2 separate regions of the Mus musculus genome follow, and region 1 is linked to region 2. The links are chromatin contacts, called in public Hi-C maps. All regions are on one chromosome and are shown on one strand. Each heading gives the region's core, a stretch centred on a gene start, on an enhancer-like site or on the middle of the called end of the contact. The rest is flanking DNA. Distances are from core to core; before and after follow the strand shown. Region 1 overlaps Rhobtb1 (Rho-related BTB domain containing 1). Region 2 has its middle 15 kb from the start of Gm33263.

Region 1 (5,507 bases), core at 455-2,954, 120 kb before region 2:
GAGGTGATTGACCTGAAGACAGTGGGATGAGCCTTTTCCCTTTCCCTTATCTCTGTTCAGGCCCTAGGACGGTTTGCTGGTGAAGGCACAGCAAAACCACAGAGCACTTTTAAGTCACCAACCCTGACATAGTTATCCAATGGTAGGACTCGAATGGCGTTGTAGGGACCCGGGTCCGGCAGTCAGTCATGCCCCTGATAGGATTGGGGTGGAATAAGCCCTTGTAATGATTGTAAGGATTGTCCTCTTTGAATCTAGACCTCTTAAACAGTAGGATATTTGCCCTCACTGTAGCTATATGGCACGGATAACCATGTAATTACTAGCACTTAAAAAGGAGATCCTGTAAATACATAATTATACCAACGTGGCTCATCAGAGCAAAGATTAAGCGCTTCTAGCTTGAATACTTCAGGCCTCTTCAGCTCAACCCTTTACCTCCCAACGAAAGGATAACTCTGTAATTATGAGTGATGCTCAGTGGTCACGTGGGCTGAAAGAGTCACGGGGGGGGGGGCAGCTTCGTGGTCAATGTGTGGCCTATAAAATAAAGTAATACACAGTATTGTCACCTCAGTGAAATACAAGAGTCCATAGAAAAATATTCTCCAATCTGGAATCTGAGACACGAAAGCTGGATTTTGTTTTTTTTTCTTTGTATCAAAAGGAACAAAGTAACGGACTGAAGTGTAGTAGCTTCCTAACCAAGAAAGAAAAAAACCAAAAGGACATTCTGGTTGAAGGACTTCAGAGTCAGTCAGCTTTCCTTTTATGTCCCTGCTCATTGGTGGCAGGGCTTGTGCTTTGATCCTGGTGGAGGTAAATGCACACGAGTGGAAAAGCCAGGGCCCCAGACCCAACTGTGCGGATGGCTAAGGAGACTGGTTTTTATAGTAGAGCTGTCAACAGTGGAGGTGGCCCTTAGCGGGTGACGGTCCCCTCTCTCCTCCTCAGGCGACAGCTGGGGACGAATGCCAGAAACACCACTTTCTCCTTGAATGGTGCTTGTTCAGCGCCAGGTCCTCTTTCTCTCGTTCCCTCTTCACACGCTGGTAGTGGTCTTCCTCCTTCAGGTACCACACAGGGGGCCAGCGGTGCCGCTCAAAGTACTCCTGGTTGTCTGCGGGGAGAGGGGGAAGAGACTGCCCGTGATTCCTGCTGCCCGAAGACTGTCCTGGATGCTCAGTCCTGCTTTTTGCCATTCGTAAACCTCCCAGCATGCTGGCATGGCTGCCCACAGATGCTGAGACTAAAGTCTAATGTGTAGACTCTATGCTAGGCACACAGACCCAAAACCACTTGATTTTTATTCAGAGTTAGACCCTGGCTGTGTACCCCTAAATGAGGGGAGGCCTTATGTTGGCATGCTCTGCAGTGGGGTACCCTCAACTCCACTCCCTTCTTCTCTAAGTAAGACATCCTGCAAAGAGATTCCCCTAACCGAAAATTCTCTGGGTCACGTCACTTGAATGTGTGACTTCCGCACACTCAAAGGGAACTGACCACCGAGTCTGGCCCCTCCCAAGGGGTTTATCTAGAGAGGGCAAGCAATGGATGGCAGGGAGCTCGCAGACATGCTCTTACCTGCTGACTTGGATTTGATTTCCTTGCGGAACTTGGAACAGACGCTGTTGTAGTTGGTGCAGATGTGATGCAAACACCAGGCAGCTAGCTGATTGGCATTGTGAAACTGCAGGAAGGGGACCAGATTGGGCTCAGACTCTTGTTTGCTGAAGCGAGGCAATGGGCCAGTGCTATGGCTCAGCAGGTCAAGGTGCTTGCGGCCAAGCCTGATAACTGAGCTTGATATCCAGGCCCCCATGGAGGTAGAAGGGACCCGACCCCTGCAATTCACCTGACCTCCAAAGGCATGCTGTAGCATGTACACATACATACATACATACATACATACATACATACATACATGGACACAAGTGTGCATGTATACGTGGCCAATAAATGTTACAAAGATTAAAGCAAGCCTCCAAAGAAACTAGAAACATTATGAGGGTGGGAGAGGGGGTGGAGGAAGATAAAGGCCTGTAATACAGGAAAGCTCTTGTTTAGACCTCAGGGGTTTGACTTGGACTGTGGCTCTGATGTCAGCCACATACAGTGTTCATGTACCCTCCCTTGCTCCCTCCTGAGATAGATGGTCCCCAAAATAAACTCCATATTGCACAGAAAGTTTCAAGTATGCCTGATTCTCCTGCCCGGCCTGCCCTCTGGCCCTTCTGGTGATAGGTGACCATGTGTGCCCTCTGGACAGTACCAGCCAGCAGCAGATAGAAACGATGTCATCTCTGTTTACGGAGCCTTAGCAATGGAATACTCCGTGTCACATGTCAGAGCTCAGCTTGCCTGGGGCCAAAGATGGAAAGAGGAGAAGGCAGTGTGCAGTGGCTGCCCTGTACCTGCCCTCTGGGTTGTGTAAGAGGGGCATCTGGGTGAGGTGGGGGAATCTGAATACACCACCCAGCTTTTCTGAGCCTGGGGAGGTGACAGCTGTTGTCCCCAAACCAGATGGTCCACTCCCCCATGTCTCCTCTGATCTGGTAGGATACCCTTGCCCTTATTCACACATCTTGTGTATTTCTTCAGCTAATGGGGAACTTGGGAAAGCCAGCTCCCTTCTTCTGATGCTTGGCTATTCATCCTGTGAAAGCCACTCCGAGGAGACAGAACCCATAACCCCAGTCATGGAGATGGTTGCAGGCTGGTCCTTCCAGCTTCTCTGAGTATTCAGTTTAAGTCTGAGTTTAGGATTGGGGCAGTGGGGTACTGGGTGGGCAGTGTGTGTGTGTGTGTGTGTGTGTGGTTCTGTCCTAGCTCAGAGAACTGGCTGCATGACTTGCTTCCCCGACCTGAGCTCAGTGACTCAGTCTTTGGCGTTCAGAGCGGTCGCAGTGGGGGAATTTACACCATGGAAGTCAGCAACAGCAAAGGATCAGGGCTCCGCTAACTGAAACCCTCTCTGGGTTAAAGGCTAAAGGATGGGTTAAGATACAGGCATCATGGTCACTTCCTGCTGGGTTTGGACGGGCTTAGTAATCATACCACAGACTGGTGTATAGGCAGGTGGGGAGGAGCCAGGAGGGAAGACAGCAAATGTCACATCTTTACTCCCAGTGAATTGTCCAGTAGGGCATTCTGAGTCATTCCAATTTCTTCTATGCAGGGTGCTTATGGAGAGAATCGAATTCTGGACAGCTAGTTCTGGCGAAGCCTTGGGGTTCTTACTGCAGTGCGTGATTGGCCCTCATTGAATGGGTTTTCAGATCGGGTTTTAGGAATCTGTGTTCATGTCTATTTCTCTCACTTACTTTTCAAAGCAGAGAATCTGCTGCTTGGAGATCTTTGAGGGATTTGGGAATCATACAACAAGTACTCTTGTCAAGTGTCAAGCCAGAGGGACTTGGCCGTTCCATGTCCCAGTCTACCTCCTCCCCATGAATGGAGCGATCGCCTATGGCCACACTTGGCTGGGCTGAGCAACACCTGCTATACTTCCACTGTCCCCTTTCTGAGGTCACCTCTTCCCCTGTGATTGGGAAATGTCCATTTAAATGGCCTGACCTAAGACTTAGTTAGCACAGCCCTGAACAAAGAAACCCAAACTCCACAGGAAGAAAGGAAAATGCACTTATGAAGTATGCATATGTACACACACACACACACACACACACACACACACACACACACGTACAAATGCACCTTATGCACGCATGCACATACACAAAACAAAACATGCATTTAGAATTTATTTTGAATCCTCTGTCTCTGGAATGTAAACGGCTGTTGATAAGTCTATGCCGGGACTGGATCACTCTGCCTACACACTGCAGTGTTAGAAAACCTTCCATATCTGCTTCACAGCTCTCTCTTGAATATTCTTTCTCCCTTGGTTCTCAGTCTGTAAGGTTGGGAGGTCACAGGTTGCCATTTTCATGTCTTGTGGATGAGGAGACAGAGGCAGAGTTTATCTTTGTGCCCAAGGCTTTAGTTGGACATTACCTTTCTCTGGAAGAGGTGTGTGTGTGTGTGTGTGAGTATGTGTGTATACATTGTGGTGGTTTGTATATGCTCGGCCGAGCGAGTGGCACTATTAGAAGGTGTGGCCCTGTTGGAGTAGGTGTGTCACTGTGGTGTGGGCTTTAAGACCCTCATCCTAGCTGCCTAGAAGTGAGTTTTCCATTAGCAGCCTTCAGGTGAAGATGTAGAACTCTCAGCTCCGCCTGCACCATGCCTGCCTGGATGCTGCCATGCTCCCATCCTTGATGATAATAGACTGAACCTCTGAACCTGTAAGCTAGTCCCAACTAAGTGTTTTTATGAGTTGCCTTGGTCATGGTGTCTGTTCACAGCAGTAAAACCCTAACTAAGACACCTGTCTACGCACATGCATGGATGAAGTTTGTGTAGGGATCATAGACACGGATACTAACAAACCCGATCTTAGAAAACTGCAGGGGAGCTTCAGCAAACTGTTCGTTTTCAGGGTGGGGGGGCATGTACAAAGCTTTATGGAATGTTCTAGAAATTAATTGTTCTTGGCCAAATTCTTGTCCAAGAACTCAAAGAAGGAAGAGGCAAGATATCCCCCCTAAGCTGGATGTTCTCTTGTCTATAAAACCCACTGTCTCAGGAGGGTGAGACAGGTACTGGATGTGTGTGTGGGGGGTCCCTGTTCTTTCTGGCGAGTATGGAATGTCGCCTGAAATGTAAAACTCTCTGATCTCCTCTGCATACAGGCATACCTCTGTGGCATCTTTATTTGGGTGAAGTGACAGTGGGATGTTTTGTCAGCGTGAAAGTGGGCTCATGGGACACGCCCGAGATAGAAAGTAAAGGACTGCAAACTTACCTGTGCCAGCTCCAAGTAGGAGAGAACTTCACCATCGATGCTCACACCACTGACAGCGGCCTTGGTGAGCTCCTGGACAGCATGCTGCTCTGGGGGAAGATAGGGCAGGACAGGGTTAAGATGTCCACCCTAAGCCAGCCTTCCTGGCCTGCAGGGGCTGGTCTGGATACCTCTAGAGAAAGACAGGAGGTGAAGGACACAGTTCTGGACAGACACTGCAAATGAATCCAGGGCTGATTCAGACTCCAAGCAAGGCTCTAGGCGAGCTGTTCTTTCTCAACCTCTGGGTCTCGGTCCTTTTGTGGGGTGTGTGTGTCACATATCAGATATTCTTTATATCAGATATTCACATTACGAATCATTATAGTTATCAAAATTACAGTTATGAAGTGGCAATGAAATGATTTTATGATCGAGGGGTCTGTAGGTCAAGGTCAGAGTGTTAGGAAGATTGAGACGCACCATTCTAGAGGGCTCGGGTCTGTGCTTCTAGAATACTCAGAATCCTCCAGACCTTCCTGACCCTGCCTAGGATGGTAATCATGGGTTATTTGTGACTATTTAAATGCAGATAATTAATATTTCGCTCATTGGCCACACCAGCCCTGTTAAGTGCTCAGTAGCCACATATGCCTACCATCTT
Region 2 (5,441 bases), core at 1,824-4,323:
CACCGGTAAATAAACCCATAAACCAACTTCTGAAGGGTAGGAATGTTCAGTCAGGAGGATTTTTAAGTTACACGTGGATGAGACACTGACATGTTAAGCTGAAAGGGAAATTCCAGATCATGGTTGTGCAAATGGTGCACTCGGTACCTGGATGCTAAACGAGGGTCTGTACATTCTCCCGGTGCCACTCCCATAAATCATGGTGACCTGGTTGGATCACCCTCAAAGAGCGTTCAGGGTTCTCACTTATGACTGCTGTTAGTTTTCAACATTTTCCGCATAAAAATATTAGGCGAGTTAAGTCGGTTTTAGAAAGATGTGAGCCACGGTATTCTCTCATTGGCGGTTCTCAGAATTTACATAGACACCCAAAATCATGTGTGCATATTTGACATGATCAAGAGACAAAGGAAGCTAAGAAACCAAGATGGCCCATAAGATAAGGAAAAAGACGTGAGCTAACATGATCCAAATATAGCACATACTTTTATGTAAACTTAAAAGTAGGTAAATTAGAAGAAAGTCTTTGAAATATTTCCTTTTGTCAAAAGCTAACTGAATTATATCTAGAGACGGCACTGAACCAGAAGGAGGGTTCTCTCGTACTAGAACCGAGGGACCAGGCACAGTACCTGAGAAAGAGGGACCATACCCGCTTGTGTCTCATGTTATGAGACAGGACTATAGAAAAGACAGACACGGAAGAAATCTTATCTGGTTCTCCACCCACTTAGCTCACTGTGTACTAGAAAGTGATATAAGCTCACAACCCTCTCATAAGGCTAGATAAGGACGTGGACTTCCCAAGGGGGAAAATGACACCTCCAATTTGGAAGCTGTAATACATGTCAAATAAATGGACAGGAGGGGGTGGGGGTAGCAAGAACTGTAAACAATTCTCAGCCTGTGGTTCACAAGGAATGCTGGGAGATCTTGGCTATCTGGGCAATCTGGAGAGGTGGGACAGTGTCTCATCAGACATCTAAACCAGATGAAAGGGGTTTCAAAAGCATGGGATTTCTATGCTTTTTATATTCGGGACATTTATTTTTATTGCATGCACATCTTTTCCTGTTTTACTGACAGCAAGTAAGATGGCTGGAGTATTTATATTTTCTCTTTCCATATATGTGTGTAGTCATTACTATATAAAAATAATCCAGGAAACCGGGTCGGCTAATTCTGAGTGAGGAAGCTGTGCTCTGGATCTCTTTTGTTGGTGCTATATTTAATCCTTAAGCAAAAGCCCACAGAGGAGAATTCAGTGACATTTCTTTCTATTAATGTCTCTTGTTTAAAAATTTGTTAACATTTTGTCTACGTGGCAAAGCACACAAACTTAAACGTGTGGTAACGGGCCATCACGTGTATTTATACATGTACAGAAATGTTTTAAAGAAGAAAACTATTTTCATTAAAATTGCCTCAGAACACTTCCTGGATTTGAAGTACTTAATGATTCCAAAAGTACATTTTACACTCGAGAGAGAATCCCTGTGTCTTGGAAGAGTTGACGTATTCACCCACACAATGTGTTTCCCATCAGCTGCCTTCAACAACGTGTAGCCCTGTCAATATTTAGACTTTTTGAGATTTTTTTTTTTTCAGGAGACACCAGGACAGGGAGTTTTTGCAATGAAAAATTTATGTATTTATTTTTTAAGTCTAGGTCTAATTGTCTCAAAGAGTTCTGAGGTCTGGAGATAAGGGAGGTTACAGAAAGCACATAAAGAAAGCATATTCTAGCTGACTCAATAAAATTAATTTTCTGCTGCTTCTCCATCCTAAATTGTTGGATTGAATTTACAGCAAGATGGAAGAGTCATAACAGAGGTATCCAGGTAGGGGCAACGTGATAGGGGTTATCATGGTAGCGACATCATTTCCTGGTTATCATGATAGGGAGGGTATCGTGAGAGAAACATCACGGTATCACGGTGTAAGCGGCAGGAGAGGGGCATCAGAAGCAGTGTGATGCGGCCCCCTCGCTACCCCCCACCTTGCTCCCCCTGCAGCTGAATCAGAGCTGAGGGAGGAAACATTTTGGGAATCTTAGAGTTTAGTCACCTTCCACACTGGGAAAGATGTTAACTCACAGCCCTGGAGATAGTGCTGAGGAGGAAGCAAAAGAACTTGCAGGTCTTTTAAAGCGGACCCCAGCACATCCTTGTATGTGGTTTTACCCAGGCTTCTCTATACAAGCATGGTGTGACGTCATTAATCAGCTCTACAGAATCTAGAATCCTCTGGGAGGCGGGACTGGGATGCCTGTGGGTGATGGCTGTGTTGTTATGGGAAGACCCCGTCTATGATGGCACCGTTTCTTGCCTAGCGTCCAGAACTGGTTAAATAGAGAGTGTGAACTGAGAAGGCAGAAAGACGCATTCGTCACCCCACTCTCCTTCCTGAGCTTGGATGAAATGTGACTGGCTGCTTCCCACGTAGGCGGACTTGACTCCCCGGCGCTTGTGGGATTTTTGAACTGTGAGGCAAAAACAAGCTCTTCCTCCATAAGATGCTTTTGTCCAGAGGATTCCAGCCACAACAGTAGGAAAGGAAACAGTGATCACGGAAACAGTTACTTTAAGGGTGCAAAGTTGACAAAGCCCACTAAGAGAAGACCAAAGGGAGGCAAATCAAGAGCTCCACAGTCGGTCAGGAAACAGTTGTGCAGGCAGATTTATGGAAAGAACTTGATTATTTTTCTGTCCTCATTGAAAGTAATGGGTCAGTGTTTTGGGTTGTTTTTTTTTTTTTTTTTTTAGTTAATATTCTGAACTCTGAAAAATCTCAATGCGTCTTTCCTTGGTGACTGCCCAGGTGCCCCTTTGCTGTTTTAGAGAGGAGCCATTTCTCACCCTCATGAGCAGCGAGGAAGGGGGGCTGCTGATTTAAATACCTTAACTTGGAATTTACTATGGATTTAAAATCTGACTTAATGTTGCATTAGCCTTTGGTGCCTGCTTTACTGCCTCTAAAACATGCATATATAATTGGATACTGTAATGCTTTGCAGGCAAAATAAATACCAACTCACACTTAAATAAATACTCTGAGTGATGAAGTTCATGTAGACATAAATTAATCATTTACCAGTTAACCAATATGCACAGGAAAGAAATGAATCACTTATTAAGGCTCGCCTCATCCATCAAGCGGAAAAAATAAAACGCTGATATATTTTATAGTGCCACTGTGAGGAAAGTGTATAAAATTATGGCAAACCAGTTTATAAACCATAAAATGCAGTATGAACATTAAATTAATAATATTTGTACTAATTCAGATTCAACACCCTCTGCATTAAATATAACTTTTTTGCCTATTGAAGCATGCACAAATCCAAGCTGAGGCTTTTTATTTAATTTTTAATGGTGTCTTCAGAATCCTTCAAAGCTTCTCGGGAGCTATCAGCTAGGTTAAAACATTTTACTGGTTCGCTCCTCCATTTTTGAGACAAAGTTCTTAGCTGTTCACATCCCTTGGGACATTTCCAAGAGGCTTTTTTTTTTTAAAGAGCGTAAGATCTCTCACTAATGGGGGCACAATATTGCAAAGGGAATAGGGGTCCAGGTTTTCTTTAATTCGGTAGAAGATATATTATCTCGCTCTGGGCTTTGCTTTATTGCACGTGGCAAATGGAGATGGAGGCTGATATAACAATCGAAGGTGGTGGTCTTTGCATATTTACGCTAAACAGACCGCAGTGCCAACCTGAGAGGCAAGGTCAGCAGCAGAGAGGCAAATCAAGGTCCTATAGCTCTGGCACTGCTCACAATGTTGTGGGTTTTTCAGGTAAAGTCATACTTTTTTCCCTTATGCCTAGAAACGCCACTAGAGGGCACAAGAGAGAACTGAGCAGCAGAGACTGGAATCCTTTTCTGAAAGGAGGCTTGTTTAGAAGACTTGACTTTAGCAAACCTGGAATCCACCCAGCACTCTTTAACATTTTCAAGGTCCCTCTGCGAAATGATAAAACATGGAATGGTATATATATATAAAGAATTCTATATTATATGTGAGTACGCTGTAGCTGTCTTCAGACACACCAGAAGAGGGCATCAGATCTCATTATGGATGGTTGTGAGTCACCATGTGGTTGCTGGGACTTGAACTCAGGACCTCTGGAAGAGCAGTCGATGCTCTTAACCGCTGAGTCATCTCTCTAGCAGCTCCTCATGCCTTTTAATGGAAGGCATAGATACAGAGATTCTATCTCCTCTACTGAGAAATGAGAAATGGCTGGCCAGAGATGTCTCAGACACTGCTATTCTAACCAGTGTGTCACATGACATCACTAAGAAAAAATCCTTGTCATGAACTATATTTCCAGTTGTGGGAAGGTAGATTTTTTCCCCCCTCTTGGATCAGCATTAAGTGCCCGATATTTGTTTTATGTGTGGAGGAAAATGTTCTCGGCTATAAAGGAAATATCTTCATTTTTTTCTTTTCATTAACTATCAGTAGGCTTGGTGTTTCCAATCCTCCACCCCATCATGATTCGCCCAAGAGTGTCCTCATTGGGAACCTGATTTGTACTAGATAACTTACTATCTAAGTGCTAACCGTGTTCTTGTCTGATCACAAAAATATTAGGGCCAGGAAAGTGGCTGAAATGCAGACTTATCCTGTTAAACTCCATAGGGGTAAAGACAAGAAAAATGAAATGTCATCTGCTTCCCAAATCTAACAGGGAGCAAAATTTTCCATTTTCCATTTGCAATATGTCCATTTTCATGGCAGGGTTATGCTGCCTCCGTCACTATGGCTCTGTGGTACCATTTGAGATCAGCTTTTATCCTACCTCTTAAGTTACTCTTTCTGCTTAGAGTTACTTAGGCAACTTGGGTCTTACCATAATGGAACTAGGATAAAGGTAGAATACCAGACCAAAAAAATGAAAGGAAGGCAAAATAAAGCGTTCAAGGTAGAGAGAAAAAAAGTTAATAAAGATATAAGCCAACATAACTAATATTTGTCCATGAGTGCAGCACTTGGGATACCAGTAGGTAAAACCAACAGCAATCCCTACCCTCTCGTAGTTCATGTGCCAAAAAGGAAAAGGGAGTTAAATGTGAAATTTATCTGAGGGAGACATAAGTCATGTAGAGGAGTAAACTGGGAAGGAAAAAAAGCAGGGGGTGGCGGTATGTGTAACAACGTTTGAACAGAGACTAGAAGCTGAGGACAGCTATATGCGATCAAGTCATACTGGAGAACAGTAAGTGAACGTGCAAAGGCCCTGAGGCAGGCTGAACTTAAAAGACGCAGAGGGTCTGGGACAGACTAAAATTGGGGAGGAGAGAGAGAGAGGGAAATGTGGTCTAGGAGGCCAGAGCCTTTGACTCTGCATGATGCAGAGAACTGTTGGAAGATCTGGAGTAATAGCAAGATGGTGAACAGCCACTATTGCCGTGAGAAAGATGGGGGGAGGGGGCAAA

The links. A called contact is a pair of places that touch in the nucleus more often than the background predicts.
Region 1: a Hi-C map of liver shows a contact between it and region 2, with 2.6 times the contacts expected there. The contact joins two enhancer-like sites. A contact is called at or near these places in 2 of 484 Hi-C or Micro-C datasets (embryonic stem cells and liver), 1 of 115 datasets of contacts at active chromatin or transcription factors (heart atrium) and 2 of 9 other capture datasets (adipose tissue and liver).

What each region holds. Positions count from the first base shown.
Region 1 is chr10:69,285,133-69,290,639 of GRCm38.p6, reverse strand. It overlaps Rhobtb1 (Rho-related BTB domain containing 1), which reads right to left. Exons shown (of 11, transcript NM_001252637.1): 9 at 4,865-4,953; 10 at 1,585-1,690; 11 at 1-1,120. The coding sequence ends at 951. Among named protein-coding and RNA genes, the nearest start is that of Gm40685, 24 kb to the left of the region's middle. Within about 2 kb of position 1,704, at least 6 of the 459 cell types and tissues checked have an H3K27ac peak or open chromatin away from gene starts, as enhancers often do. A contact at or near this core is called in liver, where this site is marked.
Region 2 is chr10:69,163,678-69,169,118 of GRCm38.p6, reverse strand. It overlaps a transcript of Rhobtb1 not described here. Among named protein-coding and RNA genes, the nearest start is that of Gm33263, 15 kb to the right of the region's middle. Within about 2 kb of position 3,073, at least 18 of the 459 cell types and tissues checked have an H3K27ac peak or open chromatin away from gene starts, as enhancers often do. A contact at or near this core is called in liver, where this site is marked.